Linked DNA regions of Mus musculus: region 1 is linked to region 2. A link is a contact called in public promoter capture Hi-C data. All regions are on one chromosome and are shown on one strand. The core of a region is the stretch at or near the end of the contact, and the rest is flanking DNA. Distances in the headings are between cores, read along the strand shown. Region 1 holds the start of Lgi1 (leucine-rich repeat LGI family, member 1). Region 2 holds the start of Cep55 (centrosomal protein 55).

The links. Promoter capture Hi-C pulls out the DNA fragments that hold promoters and counts their contacts.
Region 1: a promoter capture Hi-C map of the C10 cell line shows a contact between it and region 2. A contact is called at or near these places in 7 of 39 promoter capture datasets (the 3T3-L1 cell line, 3T3-L1-derived adipocytes, the C10 cell line and 4 more) and 2 of 130 datasets of targeted methods (embryonic limb bud and forebrain).

What each region holds. Positions count from the first base shown.
Region 1 is chr19:38,263,036-38,267,315 of GRCm38.p6, forward strand. Lgi1 (leucine-rich repeat LGI family, member 1) reads left to right here and starts at 1,652. Exons shown (of 8, transcript NM_020278.3): 1 at 1,652-2,062; 2 at 2,540-2,611. The coding sequence starts at 1,848. Gm32771 (a long non-coding RNA gene) reads right to left here. Exons shown (of 6, transcript XR_003952844.1): 5 at 3,824-3,879; 6 at 1,499-1,701.
Region 2 is chr19:38,052,104-38,056,499 of GRCm38.p6, forward strand. Cep55 (centrosomal protein 55) reads left to right here and starts at 2,938. Exons shown (of 10, transcript NM_001164362.2): 1 at 2,938-3,214.

The DNA.
Region 1 (4,280 bases), core at 402-2,901, 210 kb after region 2:
GATACCCCCACCTTGTACACAGTGAATGCTGGCCCTGGTTTGCAGCAGTTTCCACTTCCATGAAGCTTTTAATCCTCTCGAATCAACATTATCACCACCACCATCATCATCCTCATCCCAGCAATCCAATAAGAGTGTGAACATGACTAACACTGCCCTCCTCTCACAAAGCCAATAGAGTTAAAGGAGCCATTGAGCCCGGAGTCAGTTGTAACACCTACCTGTAATCCCACAACTTTGGAGGCTGAGGCAGAAAGAACAAAACCTAAGATCATCACAGGCTACATAGACAGACAGCAAGGCTCTTTTTTTTTTTTTTTTTTTAAGCCAACAAACAAAAGGAGTTCACTGAAGTTGGCCTAGGGTCAGCTACAAGGGGCGGGGGGGGGGGGGGGAGAATGGCAAGGCAAAGACCTCTGATAAGGGTGGCTTTGTCTCATAAAGGCACGGGTACTCGAACAATTCATTTTATACGTTCAATTTTTAAAAGCAAGAAAAGGAAGGACCGTGCTTGACTTACCAGAGTGGCTATGCCACCATGAGGGATGGCCGCCATCAGCTTGGTCAAAGGACATTCTTTTCTACTGTCCTAAGGATATTTTCACTCTCTGGGGCTGGACAACCTCACAGCCAAGGTCACACTATTTTGATTTTGTCCTTAAACAAACTTCCCTTTCCAAGAGAGTGTCTTCTTCTTCCCTATGATATATGCCAATAAGAGCCTGTGATTTTTATTTGGTTCCCACAGTCATGAGGAGACCATCTGTCCTATCGTCTCTATCATCCCTAATGTCCCCACTCTACAGGCAGGATAGCTCCCTTGTCTGTAAAAATCCGCTCTTTCCAGATGACCTGGGATCTCCAAGTGGGGTCTCTAGCTTACTCTAGCACTTCACTTTATTGCAGCCTGCTGGGTGAGCCAGACCCAGTTTCAAAGCCCCAGGAAGCTGGAGTTGGCTGCCTCCTGCTGGCAGGGAGTACGTTCCAGCCTTTTAGAAGGAACACTGCCAAAGAAGGGAGAGCAAGAAGGGAGGAGACTGGATTATACACAGGGGCGGCTTACCATTCTGTCGCCTCCCTGTCGTGGAGGGAGGAGTGGGCTGTGCAAGGTGGTGGGGGATTATGAAAATCAATAATTTGTAATAGTTGATAAGTGTCAGAGAAGTATTCAGTCACACTGTATTCCCCTGAAATTGACAGTCTCCGTGTGTTCACGGGTTTTTCATTCAACGGTGGCATCAACCAGGTGGGCTCTGCCAGGGAAGGCACGGATTTAACAGCAGACAGCTTCATTTAACTTCCTCTTCCCAGCCAAGACTGTCCCCCAAGCTAGTTTTTCTTACTAGGCTGTTTGCTACATGAAGAGCAAATTCCCAGAGGTTCCCGAGATTGCCCACATCCTATGCTAAGATGCTATGCCCCACCGCCCGCCCGCCCACCCACCCACTAATAAGACATAATGCCGTCCTATTTTTGGTAACAATTAAAGGGCCTCCCGGTGAAAGCAGAAAGCTGTTTATTTTCTGTTACATCACTTCGCTTGCCTTCGAAGACTGGTCTGTGCTCAGTGTTTTCTGTGAAGTGAGTCGGCTCTCTTCCTCCAGCAGTTGGCTCGCTCCCACCTCGCAGCACCTCACAGGTCTCTTCCCCCAGCAGTGCGCTGCCTGAGCGAGGAACAGCTCACGAATCAGCTGGAGGTCCCTGTTTTGAAAAAAAAAAAAAAAAAAAAAAAAGCAGATAGAGAAGCAGAGAAGGGTGGACTCCTATGTGACCTGTTCTTAGAGCAAGACAATCAGCAGCTGAATTCCAGAAGCCCTGTTCATGTGTGGGGATATTCTCTCGACTGCATGGAATCAGAAAGCAGCAGAAGGATGGGAAATGCCTGCATTCCCCTGAAAAGAATTGCCTATTTCCTATGCCTCTTTTCTGTGGTTTTGCTGACTGAGGGGAAGAAACCAGCGAAGCCAAAATGCCCTGCCGTGTGTACTTGTAGCAAAGATAACGCTTTATGTGAGAATGCGAGATCCATTCCACGCACCGTTCCTCCTGATGTTATCTCACTGTAAGGCCCGTAAGCATTTTGATATCTAATTTACAATTTAAAAGAAAAAATCCAGCTGGTGGATTTGGGGGTTTGTATGTATTCTGAGAGGGGCATGGAGCTCGTGAGACAGATTCCTCTTGCATGCCTGACCATTTGACAGCACTAACATTTTCCTGCATTTAAAATTTGTGATTTTTTGATAAGCTGCTAGTGATCATGCTTAGTTAGCCCCCACCCTGGACATTATCCGGAGGCACCTGGAGCAGGCTTCTCTTTCTCTCTCTCTCTCTCTCTCTCTCTCTCTCTCTCTCTCTCTCTCTCTCTCTCTCTCTCTCGCTTCCTCTAGGAAGGGACAGAATCGTACTTTATAAAATAGTGGGGGAATATAGCAACTGTTATGGTAAATTGGATTAACATAAGATCTATTCTCTGTGTGTGTCTCTTTGTGTGTGTGTCTGTTTGTTTTGTGTGTGTGTGTGTTTTGTTTTCTTTCAGATCCTTTGTGAGATCTGGTTTTACTGAAATCTCAGAAGGGAGTTTCTTATTCACACCATCGCTGCAGCTCTTGTGAGAAACATTTATATAATGACTATTTTTAATATGGCATGTATTCGGATAAGCCTTCTAGTAAAACGAGCTTAATATTGTTTCTGTTGAATGTGATGATGCTTCTGAAAGGGGCGAGAACATGGGTAAAGCGGGAGATAGATGGGTTATTTGTAACTTCACATCCACCATAAAAGTTGATTCTTTAAATTCAATTACCTGTGATGCTGTCTAGCTTAATGGCTATTTGTGAAGTTGTTGGGACGATGCAACAAGAATACTAATTTTGATGATCTTACTTTCATTTTTAACTTGGGGAACTTCGGTTATTTTGCGCTGGAGTTCTTGGGTTTGTCAATTCAGAGCCCAGCATCACATATGCACTCAAGATGTTGTCTCTTGGGGATCTGGGGCAGACTATGTCTCTGTATGATTTACCATGTGGGGAGAAAAAGAGAGAGGAAAAAAAACACCCTTGGTTCTTTCTAGGTAATTTCTTAAAATACGAATTCTCAAGAGGCTGCTTTCTAATTTATAACTAGTCCCCTCACAGCAAGGAAAAGATGATATTAATACAGCAAATACTCCTTGTTCTATGTTTTGAGATGGCCACAAGGGAGCCACATATTCAGTCCATGCCTGAAAAATATTCAAAAATAGCACTGGACTAGGAAATCAGACCTCTTTACAGGGATAATGAAATATGTATAATTTGTTCTGATGAATAATGTTTGGCAACTGGAGCCTAGTTCTTCATGGGTATCACATGAGAGTCAAGGGGTCTCTGGTGCTCCAGCATCAATCATAGATTAGCAGACAGACACTTCCAAAACAGACACAGTCGACTGTCCATATGCTGAATTTGAGATATCTTACTTAACTGTGTGATTAAGATCCAAGCTTTTAATTTATTTGCTTTCTAGATTTATATTTGTTTCCTTGCCATCCATGCTTAGCCATTGTGTTTATGCATGGGCAAACACTGTGCATTTGAAGTTGAAGAGTCCTGTGTTCGAATCTCACCCCACTAATCTCATCACACTAATCACTGGAATGTTGCCATGTGGTCTTGTTCAGACCAGCTCTCCCTCTCCCTCTTCTCCCCTCAGCTTCCTTATCTACAAAATGGAAATGATAAGACATATTTTTGAAGTGTTGTGATCAGAGAGAAATAAAAATTTAAGTATTAATTTTTTTAAAAAAAAGGGTCTCACATAGTTCACGCTGACTGACCTTGCCAAGAGCTCTGCTGGTCTTCAGCTTCTGATGTTCTCCCCTTTTCCTCCCCACTGCGGAGATCAAAGGTGTGAATCACTACAAGCAGCTTTAGATCAAGCCCAAGATGTGGGGGTACTGGCCTTGGCAAAGTCTTACATGTTTTTATAAAGGCTGTAGCTTTAATTTTTCTACATCAAGATAAAATGCTAAAAGTTACTTAATATATTCTGTGGTCTGTCAGAAATCCTACAACTGGCTTGACTGTTTGATTGCCGTTACAAACTTGATCAGGTGTTTTGACATTATGTAACAAGGTTTCTTACTGTCCTTTCCTGCCTAAGGCTTTTGGTTGATTGCAATTAAGTACAGAGTTCCTAAGGGTTTATTTATCCGTTTGATTACAGGAAGTGTTAACATGTCAAAGAAAAAAACATGTTTAAACAGGTTTTATAATTCAGAAAGGGGCAATGTC
Region 2 (4,396 bases), core at 1,688-4,187:
GTGTGTTTTAAGGGACAACTTAAGGAGTCAGTACTCTTTTCTACTATGCAGATCCTGAGAGTCAAACTCAGTCAGTCAGACTTGGTGGCCTGAGCCTTTACTAACTGAACCCTCTCAAGAGCTCCTCTACCCAAGTTTTTCAAATATACTTACAGTTTTTCTACTAACAGAACTAGCTGTCTGTTCAAAAGCAAAATTAAGTACAACTTAGAGCTCAGTTTCTCACTCACAGCAGCCACAGTTCAAGCAGACATCAGTCAAATGTGGCCAGCGCTGCCATACTGGACAGAACAGAGGAAGTTTTCCGTCATGGCAGAATGTTCTATTAGCCATGCAGGTCTATTAGCAGGCAGGGTCCTGTGGACTCATGAAAGGCCCCTTGGAAGCTAGAACTCTTTAGATCACACCAGCCTCCTGGTTTCCAATTAGTAAGTCTAAAAACCATTGACACTGTTTCCTAAGGAGAAAATGAGCTCTCCTGCTAAGATAAAGACATTCCCGTTTTTCTCCTTACATGAATAAAGACGAGTCTTGAATCCTCACCCTAGAATATCCCTGAGTGAACTGTCAGTATCACCTGGACAATGAGATCTCCATGAGATGCTATCGAAACAGCTAGCAGCTTGAAGCTTCACGACTGTGCCTGTCTATAAAGAGCAAACACTGACGTCTAGATCCAACATTGGCTTTTACAAATAATCCAAGCCTCCCAGTGAACCTCCTGGCTATGCCTCTCCCTTACTAGTCCTTATTCATTGCAGCTTCCACAAGAACCAAGGTTCTGGAGGGCAGATGTAGAACTGCAGTGAACTTCCCTACCCTTCCTCTGTGCTCTACTATTTAAGGAACCCTCCCCTGCCCCTGGTGTGTGTGTGTGTGTGTGTGTGTGTGTGTGTGTGTGTGTGTGTGTGTGTGTGTGTGTTGGAGATCGTGCATGCATATAAGATCCTCCTACTTGATTCCAATTTTGCTTCTTATATAGTCTGGGCAGTGAATATTCACATCCTGACTTCATGTTGACAAACTTTCTCCCACCCCTAATCACTCCCATATGACACTTTAACACACAAATAAGAAGAAAGCCAAAACTGCTTCTTGGGAATAAAAACATGCATAATACCCCCATTTCTGCATATTCCATACTGCACTCTCCAGAATTAGCTGCCCACTGAAATTTACCTTTTGTCGAACACCTGCTCATTGAAGTTAGCTAAAAACATAGTCCCTCCCCTTCCTCCCTTGTCTCAGGTTATGAGAGGTCAATTTCCTGGAGTTGATGCTTGCCAGAAAAGCTGACCTCAGCAATAACCAGACATTTTAATTTTAATCAACACAAAAGTGTTGAACTGAACACCTCACGGCTCTACATAAAGAAGGTAAGATGTGCAGAACCAGGACACCAGAACAGGCTGCTCTTTGGAACACGGGGTCACCCAGGCTCCACCTGTTTGGGGCCCACATACCCCAAAAAACACCCACATGCCCTGAAAAACAGGGCAAAAGGGAAAGATGGACATTGAAACGCAAAAGCCTGCTTGCCGCCTTCTAGTGTGCCACCTTGTGGTTAATAAGACTATTCCTTTCTCCATCTGTTTCTCCGTTCATACTTCAGGCGGGAGGACTGTGTAAATAGAGAATTCCAGTATCTTGGATTGCCATCTTCCTGCTTTAAACAAATAAAACAAACTGAAATTCCTTACATGGTTTCTCATCCACTAGATTCAGTAACAAATGGATTTGTTGTCTTTTACTTAACAGTGCCTAACTACATTTGTTAAACTCTAGCCCTCGCAGCCACACTACCAGATGGTTATCTGCATCCTGGTATAGATCAGGAAACTGAGGCTCAAGGAAGTGAAATGTTCTCAAGGCCACACATCTATTAAGAGGCATTCAGGATTTTAACCCTTGTACTACATACATTACCTTCATAGGATGCTTTGCTACTGATTTTTTTCGCTGTAAACTTCTGGTATGCCTAGGCTAAGTCTAAGAACGACACGCCATAAGCAATTGTTTGCTTCAAGTTCTCAAGACGCTAATCAAGACCCTGATGTGACCGATAAAGACCAATAAAGACACATCTGCCTGTAGGGCAGCAATCTGGAATCGCTGCTGGGGCTCACAATCTCGGTTTTCAAACTGGGAGTTTATCAGCTCCCTACAGCTTCGTTCCCCATTGCTCCGCCCCTGAGTTTGACAGGGTAAATGAGTGGCCCGCCCGGAAGACTAGGAGGTTGTGCTCTACCTCACAAAGAGAAATTGGTTCCCAAAGAACATAGACCAGTCAGTCCCAGGCGAGGGTCACAGAGCTTGTCCTATGGATAACAGCAGGGTCCGAACACACAGAGAAAAGCAAGCAGGCCCAGATTGAACTGGTCCTCCGACTCTGTCCTTGGCTCCGCCTCCACCACGCCCACACTCCCGCACACCCACACCCACACCCACACCATCACACCCGCCTCATTTCACACCACGTTTCCACAGACACCCTCTATCTTCACAAGGTCCTTCTCTGACCCGGCCGGCACGGATTGTAGCTCCCGTCAGGCTCTATGTCTTGCTCGCCCTTACCTTCCCCACTCTGCCCCTACCCGTCTGCCCGGCTAGTTTCGATCCCCTCCCTCTGATTCCAGAGCCGGTCTTCGCCCCGCCTGCCGTCGGGTTCCAGACCTTGCCCCGCCCCTCCTCTGGCTCTAGACTCCGCCTTTGCCCCGCCCTCAGGCTCCTGGGCCCTCCCTCTCTCCTCCATCCTCAGATTCCAGCCTTCACTCAGATTGCAGGCCCCGCCCTCTCCCGCCTTTCCTCAGATTGCAGACCCCGCCCTCTCCCGCCCGTCCTCTGATTGCAGACCCCGCCCTTCGCCAAGCCGGCAGTGACGTGACCCGCCCTACAGCCGCGGGATTCAAACTCCCGGAAGCGGTGTCCTGGTTGATAAGTGGTCTGCGGCGGCGACGCGAGCGCTGTGTTTGTCTCAGGTAGTGAGTGGTCCCGGCCTCGGCCGGGGAGGGAGGGGAGGACAGCCGGGGCTCGTTAGCCCCTGGGCAGGACTAGACCTCCCGGGAGGAGCGCTGGTGAGCAGATCACGCCGCAGGACTCCGTCTCCCCTGGCTGGAATCGCTGGAACACATGCTGGCTCCCTGAGAGACCCCGCGCTGCGTTCCTGTCGACCGCCGGCCCGCAGGCCATCCTTTCGGCTCCTTTGAACTTGGCGGTATTATCACTTTCTTAACAGAGAGGTTACCGCGAGGCCAGTGACCTGAGCCAGGTCTCTCAGGTCTCCAGTGCGGTCAGCCTTTGCTTAGCAAGCGCTTCTCTTTGCAGTTTTTTATTTTCCTGCCTCTTTCCTGACCCCTCGTAGATTTGGGAGATTTACTGAACGGAAATGCTTCTTTAGACTCCTGACCAGAATGACTTAGGTCCCTTCAGTCGAGTCAGAGATTTCCAAGCAGCTGCCTTTAAGCTCTTGTATGCCCCCCCCCCCAAAAAAAAATCAAAACACAGTTCTTTTGAACAGTTGTTGATTGAAAAAGAAAATGTTGTGAGCAGATAGTACTGACTGCTAGCTTGTGTATGTATGGTGAGTTCTGTGTCCCATATTAAATTTAAGAGAGCACATCCTGAAGGAGATTCCACTAGGACTGGGTAGGGACGTTCCCGAGTAGAAGAACTTTAAAAAAAAAAAAAAAAGAACTTTATGATCGATTGGAATAGAAAATACTGGGAAAGGAAAGACTAGGTGAGAGCAGGATTGAGATGAGGAGGAGTGTGTGCTGGGTCAGCCTAGACAAGAGTCAAGAACACTAAGTTTTTAGGAATCCTCTCCAAAAGTTAGGATGCAAATGTCCTGAGGGTATTTTCAAACTGTTAAGTCCTCCTTCTGACGTCAGCAGAAGCCCAGGGAGAAACGTTTGTGGTAGCAGGTTCCTAAAACACGTTAACTGTGCATTTGCCTCGGCAGATTGTACTAGCAATTTTACTTGGTATTTGTCAAGATAGTGGGCAAAACCAGGTTGAATGCATTAATACAGATTTCGTTCAAGTTTGTTTATGCAGTTCTATTATTTTTAGGCTGATTTTATACAGGACAACCTCACACTCACCGCCCTAAGTAGATTTTCTTGTAGTGGTAGCTTTTATGACTATTAGTATTAATTACAGTTTAAGAATATGTGAATCTCCTTTTCTTTTGTTGTATTGCTGTTGCCTGCTACACTGTTCTGAAAGCTTCCTAGCATCCGAGACTCTATGTTGTTTCTTCTTCTTTCTGTTGCTTTAGCCAGCTTATATCCAGTCCCGATTAGGTTACCTGGTAAAAAGGCTTTGTAGTAATAGTCTGTGATTTGTTTAAACAGTTTTGTGCAGCTAGGCTGCCTTCAGTCTATGCAAATGAGGC